Regions from separate parts of the Mus musculus genome. Here all the other regions are linked to region 3. The links are chromatin contacts, called in public HiChIP or PLAC-seq and promoter capture Hi-C maps. All regions are on one chromosome and are shown on one strand. Each heading gives the region's core, a stretch centred on a gene start, on an enhancer-like site or on the middle of the called end of the contact. The rest is flanking DNA. Distances are from core to core; before and after follow the strand shown.

Region 1 (2,850 bases), core at 211-2,710, 330 kb before region 3:
CAGATCCTGGATCTCTAGAATGCCCATCCATCTCTGATTTCTTCCTCTACTAGGAGAGAGAAGGAAACTATTTGGCATTTTCCAAGAGCTGTTGGAGTATGATATACTGGGTGTGCTCTCCCAAGATTCCTGTGAAGCAAAGGCTAGTTGAATGGACGGATTGATGGATGGCAGATGATGGATTTATGGATGGATAGATGACAGATGATGGATGGATGAATAGATGGATGACAAATGATGATACATAAATATATTAGTGGGTGGATAGATGGATGGATGGATGGATGGATGGACGGATGGATGCAGTTTGACAGTTCCAAGGAACAACTCCATTTTCATGCCAGGACTTAACCAGCTCCTCTAGTTGAAGAGGTAAGGTGGATACCATAGAAGATGTGTCCATCCAGGGCTTCACACCGGGGAAATTTTGTTTTGCCAGTAAGTATAGTCACTGTGGCAATGCAGCCCCTAAGTAGAGTAACAGGGGCAAGTGTAGGTTATCCGAGGACACAAGCCTATACTCCAACCAGCTTTGTATAACCCACTATATGTAATGCATCATAGGTGCTCATTAAATGTTTAAATGAATGAAACGTGTCAGTTAACATAGGCTCTCTGGAAATACATTAACATCTATCAAGAGTTCGGCAGTCTACAGATTTTGAAATATCCAAAAATAATCACCCCTGGAGAGATCTCCGTAAATCAGCAATGAAAGAGCTAAGAGAAAACTATAAATCATTCCATTACTGTTTCATACGTTTCCAAGTAAGTGATTTTGGAAGCATGAGTGGTGCATAAGCTGTATTTAGCCTTGGTGTGCTAAGCAAATTTGAACCAAATATAAATCCTGGCATGATATTTTTAATCCCCATGGGGAGGGACAGGACGCTGGAGGAGAGTTGAGAGAGCATCCAAGCTATTTGGGAAAGTTTAATCTACATTTTTAGAAAGATGCAGTTTGAAGAATTAGAATATCAATCACCCCCACTGGTGGGATTCTTCATCTAAGGAGAAGTGACAGCAGCCCCAGCGTTCCTCGAGTCTCTTCAGATCACATTATTAATATGGGTTTTGTCGCCCTGTGAGCCATGTGTGAGCTTTCTTGGCATATGTCCCTGTCCTTCGTCTCCTTATTTACAGCTTGCAGTAGACTTGTTGAGTGTGAAGCAAGAACCCAGACAGAATGTTAATGCAGACAAATGACATGTGAGCCGGTGACATCTTGGGGCTTGGGTGCACATCACTGAGAGAGGCCCAGTCAGCTGTGGCCATGCTCTGGCATTAGCTTTGATTTGCTCCGCATTGCATGAAGAATGAAGTCTCAGCTGTGAGCATCTCAGACAGGAGCTGATGATGGCCCTTAAATCTATCCTTCCCCACCGGAGACTGACTTAATTAGCCAGGGCGCTGAGCTTAACTAATGGTGGGGCCCGGTGAATGCTTGATTTGCAATGGAAATTCAGGTTGGCATGGAGTCTCGGTGTTAAGAATGCATTGGTGAGTTTTGCAGCAGTTCCCCAGCCCCTTCTCACAAGTCTTCCTTCCTGGAATATTTCAAATTCTGAGACAGCCTTGTCCTTAGAACTGGATCCTATCCACCAGCCTCAGCGGTTGTGATATTTAGCAGGACAGATATAGACAGACTTGAGAGGCCAAACAGCTTCTTCCTCCTCAGACAGATGAAACAAAGACCAGCTCACTGCCTGGCTTTGTGTGTCTGTCTGCAAGGGTGTTTGGTATCAGGGGAAAATTCCAGGAGCTAAATCCAGGGGCAGAAAAAGCAGTGCAGCTGCATTAGGCAGGAAGCCAGTGATCTGGGATCAGGAAAGGGGTCTGGGATGATGGAAGCCTCAAGATAAGCAGTTTTGGTTGGATGCCAGCACGGGCAGTTGCCTGCTTTAATGTCTGGATAAGAACTTGCTTGTAATTGGTAGATGGATTGCGTGGATGGAGATGGAGCATGAAAATAATCTATTCCCTTCCCTCAATTAAACATCCCCCCCTTCTTTGTCATTCCGACTGCTCAGCTGACCCAGCCTCCTGATCGCCAGCACAAGAGCAGCTCATATCCCTGCGGGGTGGGGATTCGTTTCTGGGATCCATATCAAAGTGCTTGCCCTGACTTCCCTACCTATGATGTGTGGCAGGGTAAGTAACATACACAGTGTGGATAAGTGGGTTTGGGGAGATGCGGATCCGAGATACCAAGTTGTAGGTGGGCACCTTTTAAGTCTCATTTCCGTCCAGTTTCTTCCTTTCCTATCCATGTACTGACGTGCCCACTTGACCACTTCCTCATGCACTGATGGTGGCTTCCTAAAGAGTGGTGTGTGTACAGCGATGGGGATTGGGCTTCAAGTAGGGTTTTTTTTTTCCTTTAGAAAAGAAAATGAAAGATAGATAAGAGGAGCTAGTTCAGCAAGCAAAAGCGCTTGCTCTGCAGCCTGCCAACTTCAGCTCAATCCCCAGGATCCGAATAAGGGAGAAGGAGAGAACTGAATCCACAGCATTTGTTCAGAAATGCTTGATACTTGGTGGCTGGGTTGGCAAGGGATGGTGTTTGCAGTATAAGTGCAGTATATTAAGATGACCGACAGCTAAGAGGGGAAGGCTTGGAGTACTGGACAAGACATGTGGACTCCACACCACAGAAATTTCTGTTTGTTGGGTCAGCAGTGGCTGCTCACCTCCGTGCCCTTGCCCTGGTCTTGCTTCACTGGCTTACAGAAATAGACACCAAGAGCTTCTGGGAGAAGAGAGACATCAGTGATAGGACTGGGTAAAGACATTGCTTCTGCCACTTCCCCTAGTGAGACTTTGGGTTACTTAAGAACTGACAGTGTGACT
Region 2 (3,135 bases), core at 105-2,604, 370 kb before region 3:
GGTGACCTTGAAAATTCTACCTGAATGTGGCTTTGGTGTCTAGTGATGACACCTTCTGACACTTGTGCCTGTGTGTAATCCCACCTCTTTGTCTGTGATCTGGATGGTTTGACTAGTCCCTCCCTCCCTCCTGTCTAGAAAAATGCATAAAATTGACTATCTTAACTTTTGAAAGTACTTTTTAAAGTTCAGTGGCAGAAATTACTCTTTCCATTATGCAGCCAATTGCTAGAACTTTCACATCTTGAAATTCTGAATGCACTTAAGAAACAAAGAAAAAAAGTGTTCCCTCTCTGCTCCACCCCATAACCCTGGTAACTGCTTTTCCACTTTCTATCTTGGTTGCTTTGGAGGTTTTGGGGACTTGTAGAGGAGAATCAAATATCGTGACTTTATTGTAAGATGCTTAGTTCAACTTAGCATGTCATCAAGTTCATCTATTTTATAACATGTAGGCAATTTCCTTCCTGTGAAAGACTGAATAATATTCCATTTTATTGTTGATATATCACGTTTGATTTCTCTGTCAGCAAACACGTTTGGCCCCTCCCCCCTTTGACTATTGTGAATACTGCTGTGTGAGAACATATGTACAAATTATGACCTGGTTTTAAGCAAAAGAAATTCAGCAAACAGGTTGGGTGTCATTTCTAGGAACAGGCCATGAATAGATAGCCCTTCCCTCTCACTCTGTGTTGCTTGCTCTGACAAAAGCCACTTTCCATGTTGTGAGTTGCAGTGTTGCAGAGACTGCTGGGACAGGGAGCCGAGGAAGGACTCTGACGTAAAGCCAGGAAGGAATTGAGGCCCACCAGCGGCCTCAGGTGAGGCTGGAGGGAGAGCCTCCTCTCAAGGAGGCTCCAGTGGTTTCGTATTCTAGTCCCAGGTCATGGTGACCAGTCAGGGCTTTGGGAGGGACCATAAGGACTTTATAGGGAGAGAACATTCTGGGGTTCAAGCTTGGTGTCAGGGACCTTTGTCCCATTCACGTGGTTCTGCTCTGTTCTAACCCCTCCCCCTTCACCCCAGGACCTTGTGCTCTTCTGGCCCACTTTCTCGATGAAGAACTAAAGACTACTTAGACCAAGTGCATACTGCAAGTGAGTAGGGAGCTAAGGTGTGAACTTGAGTTGAGGCAGTGCTCCTTCTCCTGACCCTGCCCACACCACCCTGTCCGCCTCTGCCCTCTGGTACTCTGGAACTCCAGGAAGCAGTCTAGCCCGAGCTGCAGAGAGCTAAATGGAAGGGGGAACTGTGATCCAGGGGAAGGGCACGGTCCTCCTCTTGGCTCTCACATGTATGCTTCCTCAAGGATAGTACCACACTGATGAGCTGGCTCTCCACCCCTCGAGCATTTTCGAAGTGTGTTCTGCCAGTGAGTCACCCTAGCAGGGAGTTGGTTGGCAGTGTTGCGCCTGCCAGAGCAGCTTCCTTTCCTTGCTGTGCTCTGGCGATAAGACTTCAGGAGAATGGCAGGCTGTGAGAGCTTTGGCACCTTACCAGAGCCAGAAATGATGCTTTGTGCTGTTTCTTTTGCAGGTCTGTGTGTGTGTGTGTGTGTGTGTGTGTGTGTGTGTGTGTGTGTGTGTGTGTGCGCGCGCGCGCGCGCGCACGAGCCTGTGTGCGTGTCAGGGAGGGACAGAGAGAGTTGGAACTTAGAAATTACATACTAGGATCTTGCTCTCTTTTTGAGTTACATTTTTTTCTCCTCAAAATTCATTTCTCACAATCTGGACCCTGCCTCCAGGTCCACAGAACATGTCCATATTTAAGAGCAGGGTCCTTGACGATATAATTAGTAGGAAGAGGTCCCATTAGGATAGGGTGGGCCGCTGATGTGACCGTGTCTTTATTGTAGTGGGATTTGGGGTCTCAGAAACACACACTCAGGGAGAACATTGTATGACATAAAAACAGAAGAGGAGGATGCCTGCAGCACAGATGGCCAAGAAACCACAGATGGCCAGGGAGGGATGTGGAACCGACTGTCCTCACAGCCCTCAGAGGAAAGCCCTCGGCCAGCACCTTAATCTTGGACTTATGGTCTCCCACATTGTGAGACAATAGATTTTTACTGATGAACACCCCACCCCACAAGTCGGCCTTACCATAACAAACTGATATACCATTACCATAAGTCCTACCCAACCAACTTCTTCAGCCCCCAAGAAATGACCCCTAATTAAAGCATAGCCACACCTTCTGTGGGACACCAGATGTGGTGACAGAAATGTGAAGGTCTGGAGAGTCATCAGACAGGCCAAGTGACATGACCCTGAGGAGACGGGAGGTCCTGGGGCTGCTGAGAAAAGCTCTCTGGGGAGAGCACTGGTCTTGCCTCTGTGTGGGGGTGGTAGACTATGCTGAGCTTGAGGGACGCCTCTCATCTTGTATTTCAAGGGTCTCGTTTTCTATATCCGTGCTCCCCTTAGCTCCAGGCTTCTTAGCTCAGTCCCAAGTGGCTCTGTATAAAGTCACCCACCCCCTTTCAGACCCCTGGGACCTTGCACTTGTTTCTTAGCCCTCTCTAGGCCTCCTCTAGTTCTCTTCTGCTCCTGTGATAAGCACAACGCAAAGGAAGAAAGGGTTTATTTCATCTTACATCTGCAGGTCCATCTTTGAGGGAAGTCAGGGCAGGATCCTGAAGTAGAAACCATTGGCTTGTTCTCATGGTTCACCCTAAGAGCTGTCATTTGGCTAATGGTGAAATTTAGAGCTTGGTATTTGTCCCATGGGCCACCTCCACTGTCCACCATGTGGTAGACTGAATTATCATTCTCAGTTCTTTGCTCTTTAAGAGCCTTTTTACTGTTAGCAGAATGGCCAAAGAAAATGCCTCTGTTAATGTCCTCTGCTTACTTTGGCCAGTGGAACATTGGGTGACATAGAGAGACCCAAGGCAGTTGGCGTGCTTGCTAAGGTGTGGGGTCCCTTGCATTGGAATGTTGCCCAGATTATTAAAACCCCCAAAGGGAGAACACAGAGCAAGTGGTTTTTCGGGCCTGAGGCCAGGCAGAGACTCACAGTAGTGGAAGCCTGGCAAAGGCTGCTCACTGCATGGCGACAGGAAAGAGAAGGATGACAGAAGGGAAGAGTTTAGGTATATCTTTCACAAGCTAAGCTTGCTTCTGTTGG
Region 3 (3,019 bases), core at 467-2,966:
AATTCTCTACTATAAAGAGCTCACTAGATGGGGCCCACCGATTGCCCTGTGACCTCCATAGGCGAGCCTATGTTAGAAGGCCTACACACACACACACACACACACACACACACACACACACAGAGTAAATAATTCTGTTAAAAAAAAATCAAACCCAAACTTTACTAACAGCAACCATTTACCAAATCCTTAAAAATCCATTCTTAAAATACAAAGATCCGAAAATGTGTTACAATGGTTAAGAAATAATACAAACATTCGATTGATGTAATTTACCTTTGAACTCAAATTCAAGGATCTTTTCCTTACTCGAAGATTGTTCGCATCTCTAAAACCCAAGAATTTTGGACCCTCTTTTATACAAGTCAAGTGACTAAAACTGATGAGGAGCAGATATCAAGTAAAACAGGGCTATAATACTGAAATAGTATATACAGGGCATCAAGGCTGAAACTCAAATATGATTCTTGTATCTATCATGTGGCTAAGCCACTGGTTCAAACACTTTCCTCGAGTCACATGACACCTCTTTACCCTCCATTTCAAAAACCAAAAAGAGCTCTCCCCACCCCGGCATCCTCAAAGGAGGTATGAAAGGCCAGCAGCTCAAGTCTCAAAGCCAATATAATACTTCGGCTGTGACAAATTGTTCTCGTTTCTAGACGTCTGTCACAGGCTAGCGGACTGCTCTCAGAAAACAAGCTAATCCTATACATCCAAGCGTTAGGTGCTTTCTGTTCACACACAAAGACAGTCTAAGTCTCATCCGGAGTTCCCCTGAAGCCAAATACTAGGAACAGCTTTAGCAACACGGCGTCTGGAACAATCGAGAGAGCGCAGGGGTGGGGAGGGGAACATTGGTGTCAGCGTACTTTTTTTTTTTTTAAACTTGCTGCTTAGGTTAGAACCGCTCTCGAATTTAAAAGGGCACACAAAAAGTTTTCCCCTGCACTCTGGGAGTTTGAAGGGATTTTCTCTTTTCTTCTTTTCTTTTCTTTTCTTTTCTTTTCTTTTCTTTTCTTTTCTTAATTTAAGCTGGAAGGGACGGGAAAACCCAGCAGGCGATTTCCTTCCCCGGACAGGGGAAAACACCAGGTGAGGAAGAGAGGGGCTGGGGAGAGGGATGCCGTGTGCCGGAAGGCGACAGAAACGCCAGGAGAGGCTCCTAAACCAGGGGCGGGTTCAGGACCTGTGGGGCTAGAGCAGGGGAGACCCGCAGTCCCGGGGAGGGCACAGAGGGCTCCTCCGGCTCGTGGGAGGACTGTGGGCGCATCCTGCACCTGTCAGGCGACAGGGACAGAGGTGGCTTTGTGCTGAGACAGGGGGTCCCAGGGCTACCCAGACGAGAGGGGGCAAGGGGGCGGAGTCCCGGACCCGAGGGAGGACGTGGAGATGGCCAGTCCTATCTGTGGGAAGCGAGGGCTCGCGGCGACAGGTCCCTGTCCCGTGGGGAACCGGGGGTGACTCTCCCGGGCCCGCGGCCGCCGGAACTCTAGTTCGAAGCCGCTCACTCACCGATCGTACACGCTGAGACTTCACAACCAACTGGGAAGGCTTCCCCGGGCTGCGCCGCGTCGCCTACATACACGGCACTCCGAGACCAAGTGGCTCCGACGCCAAACTCCCGGCTCGTGGGCCGCGGCTGCTGCGTCCGCCGACGGCCGGAGCCTCAGCCCCAGCCGCGGCCGCCGCTGCTTCCGCCTTCTCAGCTCGCTAGGAGCAGCAAGGGGAGGGGAGCGCGCCCCGGGACAAAGAGGCCCCGCGGGAGAGGCCGCCCCCTGTCTGTGGTCCTCCACGCTGAAGCCTTACCCCGCCCTTCCTCGCAAAGAAGTTTTCTCAATAGGCAGAACCTTACATTAATCACGTAGCCCTTCCTCGGACCAGTGCAAAACAGTCGTCTCATGCATGAAACATTTCTTCACAATTGCTGCCATCTGCATGATCCCATTCTCCAACATTGTCACGGGAGAGCTATTTTGAGTTCTCAGTTTAACTGGATGCAAATATCTACGGATTGTAACTGGCACAATGCAATAGATGCCCAAAAGATTTTCACCCTCATCTGAAAATTTGACTCATCTTCTCCATCTGATATGAAAGGTATTATTGTGTATTAAGGCTGTTAGGTAAGGTAAGTAGATACATGTAAATAAGTTATTTAAAATCATCTAGGAAATAATATGTGCAGTAAATATCAATAATACTATCTTTTGCTGACATCTTAGTAGAAGGATTCTTTCAAACATAAGAATCTAGTACAACTCAAACTCAATTCTTCCTCTATCCCCTTTAAAAAGTGCTTTGAAATGTTTAAGGCATGAAGAGTATAAAAAGCTACACCCAGGCTTCTGTGTGCTCATCACGCAGTTTAAGAAGTAGAAGGAAGCAAGTTGAATTGCAATACTCTGCGTATAGCTGTCCCCTCCACTTATATAAGTAAACTCCTGAGGTATGCAAAAAGGGATCATCTTACAAAGTCAGTGGTGGGTAAAGGACCAGTGAGATGTCTCAGCGGGTAAAGAAACATGACTTTAGTCCTGACGATATGCGCTGGAACTCCAGAACCTACACCGTAGAAGAGAACCTATTGCCAAAAGTTGTCCTCTGAACTACAAGTGCACACAATGGCATGCACATAATGCACATGTGTGCAAGTGCACGTACATACACATACACACACACACACATGCGCACACTACAAAAAAGAGAGAGAGAGAGGCACAGAGAAAAGAAAAGGCAGGGCATTGGATTTCCTTCATTTATTAGTGTGACCTCTGGAGCAAGTTAGTCACGTGACAGACATTACAAGCTTCCACTTCCTAAATCATAGAACAGGTTTACATCATGGGTGGTACCTTACACACTGTTGTCAAGGTGAACTAATAAAAAAAATTGATGTGGGAGAACTTAGCAAGAGGCTTTCAAAAAGATCAGGTGTTCTGTGTTTATTTCTTTTTGTTTTTGTTTGTTTGTTTGTTTGTTGGTTGGTTGGTTTTTTAACACAGGGTTTCTCTGTGTA

Evidence for each region. Promoter capture Hi-C pulls out the DNA fragments that hold promoters and counts their contacts. HiChIP or PLAC-seq counts read pairs in DNA pulled down with a chosen protein or histone mark.
Region 1: a contact with region 3 is called in a promoter capture Hi-C map of neural stem cells. The contact joins the enhancer-like site here to the promoter of Traf6 in region 3. A contact is called at or near these places in 1 of 39 promoter capture datasets (neural stem cells), 2 of 115 datasets of contacts at active chromatin or transcription factors (effector CD8 T cells and memory CD8 T cells) and 2 of 9 other capture datasets (adipose tissue and embryonic stem cells).
Region 2: an H3K4me3 HiChIP or PLAC-seq map of bone marrow-derived macrophages shows a contact between it and region 3, with 4 times the contacts expected there. The contact joins the enhancer-like site here to the promoter of Traf6 in region 3. A contact is called at or near these places in 3 of 39 promoter capture datasets (the C10 cell line, hippocampal neurons and pre-B cells), 2 of 484 Hi-C or Micro-C datasets (cortical neurons and embryonic stem cells), 1 of 115 datasets of contacts at active chromatin or transcription factors (bone marrow-derived macrophages) and 1 of 9 other capture datasets (liver).

The regions. Positions count from the first base shown.
Region 1 is chr2:102,002,066-102,004,915 of GRCm38.p6, reverse strand. All of the region lies in intron 4 of Ldlrad3 (low density lipoprotein receptor class A domain containing 3), which reads left to right. The region is part of intron 1 of Gm39888 (a long non-coding RNA gene); the gene reads right to left. Among named protein-coding and RNA genes, the nearest start is that of Gm39888, 12 kb to the right of the region's middle. Within about 2 kb of position 1,460, at least 77 of the 459 cell types and tissues checked have an H3K27ac peak or open chromatin away from gene starts, as enhancers often do. A contact at or near this core is called in neural stem cells, where this site is marked.
Region 2 is chr2:102,051,355-102,054,489 of GRCm38.p6, reverse strand. The region is part of intron 4 of Ldlrad3 (low density lipoprotein receptor class A domain containing 3); the gene reads left to right. Among named protein-coding and RNA genes, the nearest start is that of Gm39888, 61 kb to the right of the region's middle. Within about 2 kb of position 1,354, at least 94 of the 459 cell types and tissues checked have an H3K27ac peak or open chromatin away from gene starts, as enhancers often do. A contact at or near this core is called in bone marrow-derived macrophages, cortical neurons and hippocampal neurons, where this site is marked.
Region 3 is chr2:101,677,117-101,680,135 of GRCm38.p6, reverse strand. Traf6 (TNF receptor-associated factor 6) reads right to left here and starts at 1,716. Exons shown (of 7, transcript NM_001303273.1): 1 at 1,516-1,716.